Regions from separate parts of the Macaca mulatta genome. Here region 1 is linked to region 2. A link is a contact called in public Hi-C data. All regions are on one chromosome and are shown on one strand. Each heading gives the region's core, a stretch centred on a gene start, on an enhancer-like site or on the middle of the called end of the contact. The rest is flanking DNA. Distances are from core to core; before and after follow the strand shown. Region 1 has its middle 89 kb from the start of NT5E. Region 2 overlaps NT5E (5'-nucleotidase ecto).

Region 1 (3,869 bases), core at 59-2,558, 100 kb after region 2:
GTAGCACTTAAAACAGCCCTTCTTGTCTGTCTTCCAATTTAGCCAAAGGCAGAGTCCAGGCTTGGCCACTTCCTCTGCTCCATTCTCAGGGAATATGTCTTGCAGAGAGAAGGGGTGGACTCCGATGTTAAGATGTTGAATCAAGTCAGCCAGGAGTTCTGAATTTTCTGCGGTCAGAGCCTATTTCATTTGAGTTGATGCTTTGGGAAGGGCTTTCCATCCCTCTTTTCCATTTTTCCCTAGGCTGTCATCACTTCCTACCTATTAATACAAATTTCTCTCAGCCAGTTTGGCAATATTCTGTATCTACCTCTTCCAAAGTCCAGCAATACATTTTTCAATAGCCTCCAGCCATTACAAAGGTCAGTCTAAGTTCTATGAGGCTTCATACGAGAATCCATTCTCATCTGCCAATGAAAATTATAGACTCAGGATTTGAATGGTTGTTTCTAATGTGATGTGGACTTTGTCAAAAGTTCTAAGCTTCAAAGAGTGGAAATTCTAGAATTCCAGAAACAAAGAGACTTAAGATAGCACCTACAAGAACCTTTTTAGGTTACAAACAAATAATTTGAAATCTAGAGTTGTTGAGATTACATACCTAAGATTTGAAAATGGAAAGCAATTTCTAAAAATGATACAGCTTTGGCTGGCATTTTTTTTAAGCTTAAAATTAAAGCATAATGAACCTTGTAGGAAACAGTTGTTTTCCAGGAAAAAAATAACTTTTTCCAGGAATTAAAAAGTTTTAAAATGTATTTACTGAGATGTCAAGTGCTAAATGGCAACCCCTAAAAAGTCCTGCAGAAGTTGCTAACTGATTTGTGATGATTTACAAGGTATCCTTTCCTTCCCCAGGTTTGAGTCTGGGGAGGACAATCAGGACAGGGTAAGAATCACAGGAATATCAGAAACCCCTTAATCCTACCCAAAGAATCTGTGGGGCCACACATCATCTCTGGTCCTCTGGCAGACTTCCTGAGTGGTCCACCCTGGGCAGCTGCCAGCTTGAGTACTGCCTTCACTGTTAAGGCTGTTCAGTACTGTGGCCCACATGGGCAGTCGCGACTTCTGCTTGTGCCGCTGCACACAGTGTTTTCTTCATAAATGTAGAATGTGCTAGTTATGTAATGGCCACATATAAAGGAACAGTGACCCCTCTTTTAGTTTTCTCCCCTAGCATCTTGATGAAGTCAGAGTATGTCTGAATGGTATTAATTAGGTAAACTCAAAATAATGTCTCCCTAGTGGTCACCAGCAGCATCCATGTTCCTCATACCAGGGAATTGAATCCTTGAAGTCAGTGACTCACTTCACTGTCCTTGCCTCCAAGCTGCTCCTTCCAAACAACCACCCTGAGGGAGGGTGTGCTCAAGAGCTTGACACACAGGCCCTTGATAACTTGTTTTCTGGCCTGTCTGGCCTTATACCCTAAAGCAGTTGTGCACACTAGCACCTACTCTTTGCTCTAGCTATAGTTGATCCTTACTATTCATGGATTCCAAATTTGCAAATTTGCCTACTCACTAAAATTTATTTATTTAATCCTCAAATCAATATTCGTGGTGCTTTGGCTGTCATTCATGAGCATGTGCCTGCACATGTGAAACATCTGAGTCATCTGATGTTCATGTTTCCACTGAGGTCAAACAAGCTGACACTCTGCCTTCTTATTTCAGCTCTTATGCTATTAAAATGTCTTTTTTGAGGTCTGTTTAGTACCATGTTTTCCATATTTTGTGCTTTTTGTTGGTGACTTAGCTGTTTAGAATGGCCTGCAAGTACATTGCCAAAGTGCTGCCTAGAGTTTCTAAGTGCAGAAAGACTGTGATGTACCTTACGGAAATATACACGTTAGATAAGCTTCATTCAGGCACGAGCTATAGTGCTATTGGCTGTGAGTTCAGTGTTCATGGATCAACTATATATATATATATATATATATATATATATATATTTTAAATAAGGTGTCTCTAAACAGAAACATAAATAAAAGAAGGGCATGAATTGACCAGTTAATGAAAATATTGTGACCAGTCGCTTTCAGGAATCTAAACTTGTATTTCCCCTAGGAGCAATGGTTCAGTATTTACTCATTCAGTGTTTGTGAGACTTTACAGAATATAACTACTACATATAACAAGAATTAACTGTCTGTGAAATGACTTATAATAATTTTGTTGGGGGGACAGTTTCTCTTTTTTTGAGACAAACTGGAGTGCAGTGGCATGGCCATAGCTCACTGCAGCGTTGACCTTCTGGGTTCAAGCAATCCTCCCCCCTCAGTCTCCTGAGTAGCTTACACTATAGACATGCACCACCACACCCTACTGATTTTTAAAATTTTTTTGTAGAGACAGGGTTTTACTGTGTGCCCAGGCTGATCTCAAACTCCTGGAGCAATTCTCCCACCGTGGCCTCTCAGAGTGCTGGGATTACAGACATGAACCACCACACCCGGCCTCATAATTCTTTAAACATGCCAAGTGGCAATGTGTACTTGTGTCTAAGAGAATCCTGTGCCTAAGAGCTTCACCTGTCTGGCCAACTTCTCTCCAGCTCCTCAGCCTGCCGGCCCCTTTTCATTCATCAAGGCATAATTTATAAATTCATTTGTCCCTTACCTTAGAGTGTGCTTCACCCACAACTCTTTGTGTATATTTATATGCTTGCTTTCATATGACAGTGAAGGATAATTTCAAGGGGAAGCAAGATCTCAGAAGTGCAGGTGGTGCTACCGTGGAAAGGAGGGACAGTCCTTCGATTTGCTTTGGTGATGAGGCAGGTCCCCCCAGGAGGATAGGGACAGTTTGACAAGGTTGCTTTATTTTCTGCTTCCTGCATTTTGCACACATTCTCCCATACTCCCATGGTTTCTTCTCTCTTTTGGTGATGACACTGATGGGAATTTGAATGATTTGGGATGGAAAACACTTGAAGATGAACTATGTTACAATAAATATATGTGGAGAAGCTAATGGCAACACATAACCTGCTGAGCATTTCCAGGGGAGAAGAAAAGGGAAAGTCTGAGAGCAGAGACATAAATGGGCTCATAGAGAGAGGTCTCATGCCCACCCTCTTCCCTGAGTCCCAGATGGCAACAAAGCCCTCAGTTCAAACTGTAGAATTCAAGAACATGAAGGAGGGGGCTGTACCCAGTTTTCCTGCTAGAGGCTATGAAGGTGGCAGAACTTCAGAGTAAATCACCACAGTGACTGTTGGGCCCGAAGGGGACTTAGCAGCCCCACAGTCAGTTAAACTGCATAATGTGGGGGAACTGCAGAAAGACTTTACCAGTTACAGAGGCCACCAAGCCGTGCATTGTCCCAAAGGGATCACAAGGTTGGTTGTCTTCAACAAGTAGACAGGTTGACAGAATACAATCCTAATGGATGCTGGTGTGTACAGATGCCATCAATGGACAGACTATTTCCCTCTTTCAGGTGTCTGCCCACCTCCTGGATTTAGGCACAGCCCTAGAGAACTGCAAATCACTGACACGAAGTTTCTGCTATGTCAGCAGAATGGAAGATTTACATAGAAAAACAGCAAACGTTCTAGCATATTTCTTACACATCTGAGTCACTGAGATCTGTACCTATTAGAAGATTTAAAAATATCACCCAGAAGAACTATATGTATATATAATAATAATAATAATTATTATTATTTTTGAGATGGAGTTTTGCTCTTGATGCCCAGGCTGGCCAGGCTGGCATGCAGTGGTGTGATCTCAGCTCACTGCAACCTCCACCTCCTGGGTTCAAGTGATTCTCCTCCCTCAGCCTTCTGAGTAGCTGGGGGTACAGGCATGTGCCACCATACCCAGCTAATTTTTGTGGTAGAAACGGGATTTCACTATATTG
Region 2 (4,135 bases), core at 676-3,175:
GGACTTCAGGAGGAGCAGGGATGGTGACAAGCAATCCTTCTTAGCTCTCTCCCATTCCTCACTGGTTGAAGAGTGGCTGCTGGGTGCAAAACCACCCATTGTCTGTCACTGTGCAGCTCCCCATAGTGAGTCGGGGGCTGGGGTGGGGGGACTGGGGGGAATCCATGCAGTGGCCCCAATGACAAAGCATGACATGTCAGCTGGCTTCCCAGAAAACCTTCCTGTCCTTCCTCCATTGGCCTCCTGGATACACCCATCTCCTCTGGCCCCCTACCTACCTGCTTGGGCTGCCAAGGCTGGTTTGCTGACTTAGTACTTAAACCAGCAGATCTCAAACTTTCTAAATACCACATCCAGTTTCATTTCACTTTGTGGGTCGTCTAGGAACAGGCATGAAGTGCTGGTTGGTGACCCATCCATTTAAATGAGGGCCCCGTGCGCTCTCTTACAGCCTCACCCTCTTCCTTCCTTGCTCATTCCACACTCTGTAATGGCATATTAGCAGGGTCTTTCTTTTGTATCAGTCTCCTGACTATATGAGTGCTCCTGGGCCACTGGGCCCTGCCACCTCTCCTGCTCAGTGCTGTCCCCCTCTTTGGCACACAGGCATTCACTGAGTACCTGTGCCTCCAAGGGTTATGTATATATCCTCATGTGAATGTGCTTATGCAGAGAAAGCAGCACAATGTCTTTACATTCCTACATTCTTGTCTCCCCTATTAAATTCAGAAGTTTGAAATTTGCCTTTTCCCCCATCTCTGATGATCTACCCATTTTTACCTCTTCCTGTTATGTAATTAATTTTCCTCTTAAAAGCTGATCTGGTCTTACACCTTCTTGCAGGCTTGGGTAATTGTTATTTTTTCCTTCTATTCTCAGAATGTTATGATTTTTTCCTATGGTGAAATAAGTCTCCCTTGTTACAGTACAATAACTCTCTGGCTTAACTATAAAATTATTTTGTTTTTAATGAATGTTTCTACAGTTCTTCAAGAAAGACTATCCAACTTGTTAGCCACCTTGCAGTTTAACCGCAACATTATATTCCCAGCACTCGGCAATAGCTGAAGTTATAGTTTTCCTTTATTTGTTTGATGCCTTCTCCACCTCTCCATCCTAACTTGAGCCTAATCCCCCTGAAAGTAGTGACTTTGACTGTCTTTTCATCTCCCTTGCCCCATGGGGAGAGGAGTCCCTGATTCATGGTGCTCAATGTGGTGGGATGGACTGAGTAAATGATCTCATTCCTACTCATACCTTCAACTGTAAACTGAAAATCTCCAGCCCTGACTTTTCTCCTGATGTCTAGATCTGTATGTCAACTGCCATGTGTCATTTCCTCCCAATGTCTCAAATGTGCCCCAAGCTTACCAGGCTCAAAGCCCCTTCCCTGTGACTCACTGTCTTGGCCCAAGATGCTACCATATACCTAGTCAATAAAGCCAGAAACCCTGGGGCGGTGGAGTCCTGCCCTCTCCCCTCTCCTTCACCGTCACTTCCTCTGGCATCCCTCTCCCTTACCTAAATGCTCCAGTTTCCATTCACCTATTGTTGCTGCCTTAGTGTGCTCCTGGACTATCACAGCCTCCTAGTTGGGTTTCCAGCTATTCTTGTTTCTTTCGCTAAACTGTTCTTTATATTGCTGCCAGAAAAATCTTTCTCAAGTGCAAACCTGACCTTGGCAATCTCCACCTTAGGTCTCCACAGAGGCACAGCCTTTATGATAGAAGTAAACACCCTAAGCAGGGCCCATGGGGCTCTTAGGGATCTGGTTTTGCCTTCCCCTTCAGCCTCATTCCTGATACCTACCCCATAAAGTATGAGGAAACAAGGCAGGGGTAGCTCCCTCCCAGGCTCCTCCCGCTCCTCAGCAGTGACCCAGGGCACATCTCAGATGGGCAGTGAATGAATAAAATAAAAGCAGTTAAGGAAATGAGCCAGCATTGAGTCAGCACTTGCCACATGCCAGCGTCATGGAAAGTGAATATGTACAGAGTACAGAAAATCTGATTTCATGCTGTGAGGGTGGTACTCTTATTGCGCTCATTTTACTGATGAGAAAATCTGAGATCTAGAGAAGTTAAATGAATTGTTGCAGATCACACAATTTGTAAGAGGGAGCTGGGACTAGAACCACTTCTGTTTGATTCCAAAGTTCTTAACCTCTGTGCTTGGTTGTACATTTGCATAAAGCTTAGCACATACAAAACACTAAAAAAAAAAAAAAAAAAAAAAAAAATTCCTAACTACTTGCACAGCGAATGTATCCCTCGCACTACCACAGTGCAAGTAGTTAGTACCACCACGTCAGGGATTCACTGTTGAATGAATAAATGAATGAACGAAAGAATCACTAACAAGTTTCTTTCTTCTATACATAGCTAACTTTTCCACAGAAATTAATGCAGACAAATTCCTTTATAAATACTTATTTTCTTTAGAAACTCGTATTTTCATTTCCCACCTTGACTTCCTTCTACCAGTTTTTCTTCTATTGCACTTATGAGAACTCAGTGATTCCTAAGCTCTTCAGGATCATACTACTCACCTCAGTACACCAAGTTCTCACCACACCGAGGTATACTGCAGGCACTCAAAAAATCTTGTAAATACATTGATCTAGTTAATTCATTTCTGTTATTTTTGATTAATAACATGAAAACATCTCAGGAAAAGACTGCCTAAGAGAAGAACGTAGAGCAGTGAAATATAGGGGATCATAACAGAGCAGATAATCTTACGCTGCTTTCTTTGGTCCTCTTGAACATTCCCATGTAACTTTCCATATTTCCATTTTTTGTAGCTAAACTGTTACTTGCCACTTATTGTTTAACCATCAGTTTAGGCATTTGATTTCCATGACCCTAAATCATATCTTTTTTTTATTTGTATAAATGTATTTGTATAAATCATATCTTTTTTTATGTGTCTAAATCATGTTCTGATGCTCTTTCTCTCTTGTTCTGTTGCCTTCCAAACATTTCATTACTAAGATTGAGCTCATTCATTCATGAACCCTAGTCCTTCCTTAATTCTAGCCCTATGACATCCTGTACGTGTTTACTAAAAACATTAAACTTCACCAAATGCACTTTTCTGTAATTTAAGAGAGCAAAGCCCAGCGAAGTGATCTTTAGTATCTTCAACAGCAAAATCATAGAAACATAATGTGAGCATCTGGCCCACCCCCAGCTTCTCACCCCCACCACTTTCTTTATGTAGAAGAAAGCCTAAAACACTATTTTTTTAAAAAAGAATTGATGGTTTTACATCAAAGAAACTTTCCACACTCACACAGAACAATTAACAAACCCTCAAAAAAATTGTTTCATTCACAAACAAGTGCCAGTAAAATATTAGTAGAAATATAAAGGTAACTTATAAATTAAAACACAGAAATGAAAACAAGAAAACCTGGGCAATTGTCCAGAGAGTGCTACTGGAGTGCCAGGCTGTGAATTGTGAAGCTGTTTGGCTAAGCTTTTCACCTGTTTCCAAGCAATTTGGTTTCACTCACTTTACAACGAAGACATTGCTTAACTACTTTTTACCAAGTTTGTTTCAAATCCTGACTTCCAAAAAGTTTTAATGGTTCACACACCAAATCATACCAAAATGGAGCCCATTTAAAAGAAGCAGGTAGAGTGAGTAGTTTTATTAATCATTCAGTAAACATCTGCTGGGTACTGGTGCCAGAGCTCACCTGGTGTCACAGAGAACATAGAGTCAATCTGATGTGTGAACAGACAGCCACAGTGGACAGATGGTTAGAGATGTGTGTGCAAGGTACAGGTGATACACCAGAGACAGACGTCTGCAGTAGAAGTGTTATGGAGAGACCTCAAAGATGTCACACCTTGAACTGTGTCATAAGCGGCTCATGGCATCTGGCTGTTTTGGTGCTCCTGGAACTGAGGGCACCTGAAAATCCGGCAGAAAAAAAAAAATGATGCAGCTAAGAGCATCTCTGGGAGATCAGGGAGGGTCTGTATGGTGTCCAAGGAGTCAGGGCTCTCATTTTGAGGGAAGTGGGAAGCCTTGAAGAGAAAGTAGGGCTGGAGGCAGTCCGGGGTGCTTGGAAAGCTCAGTCTGGCGGCCTGCAGTGAATGGACGGGAGCTGTGTGAGCCTGGTGGT

What was found. A called contact is a pair of places that touch in the nucleus more often than the background predicts.
Region 1: a contact with region 2 is called in a Hi-C map of fibroblasts, with 2.3 times the contacts expected there. The contact joins two enhancer-like sites. A contact is called at or near these places in 3 of 14 Hi-C or Micro-C datasets (fetal cortex germinal zone, fibroblasts and liver).

The regions. Positions count from the first base shown.
Region 1 is chr4:100,485,638-100,489,506 of T2T-MMU8v2.0, forward strand. No RefSeq gene overlaps it. Among named protein-coding and RNA genes, the nearest start is that of NT5E, 89 kb to the left of the region's middle. Within about 2 kb of position 1,309, at least 1 of the 40 cell types and tissues checked has an H3K27ac peak or open chromatin away from gene starts, as enhancers often do.
Region 2 is chr4:100,382,071-100,386,205 of T2T-MMU8v2.0, forward strand. All of the region lies in intron 1 of NT5E (5'-nucleotidase ecto), which reads right to left. Among named protein-coding and RNA genes, the nearest start is that of NT5E, 15 kb to the right of the region's middle. Within about 2 kb of position 1,926, at least 2 of the 40 cell types and tissues checked have an H3K27ac peak or open chromatin away from gene starts, as enhancers often do.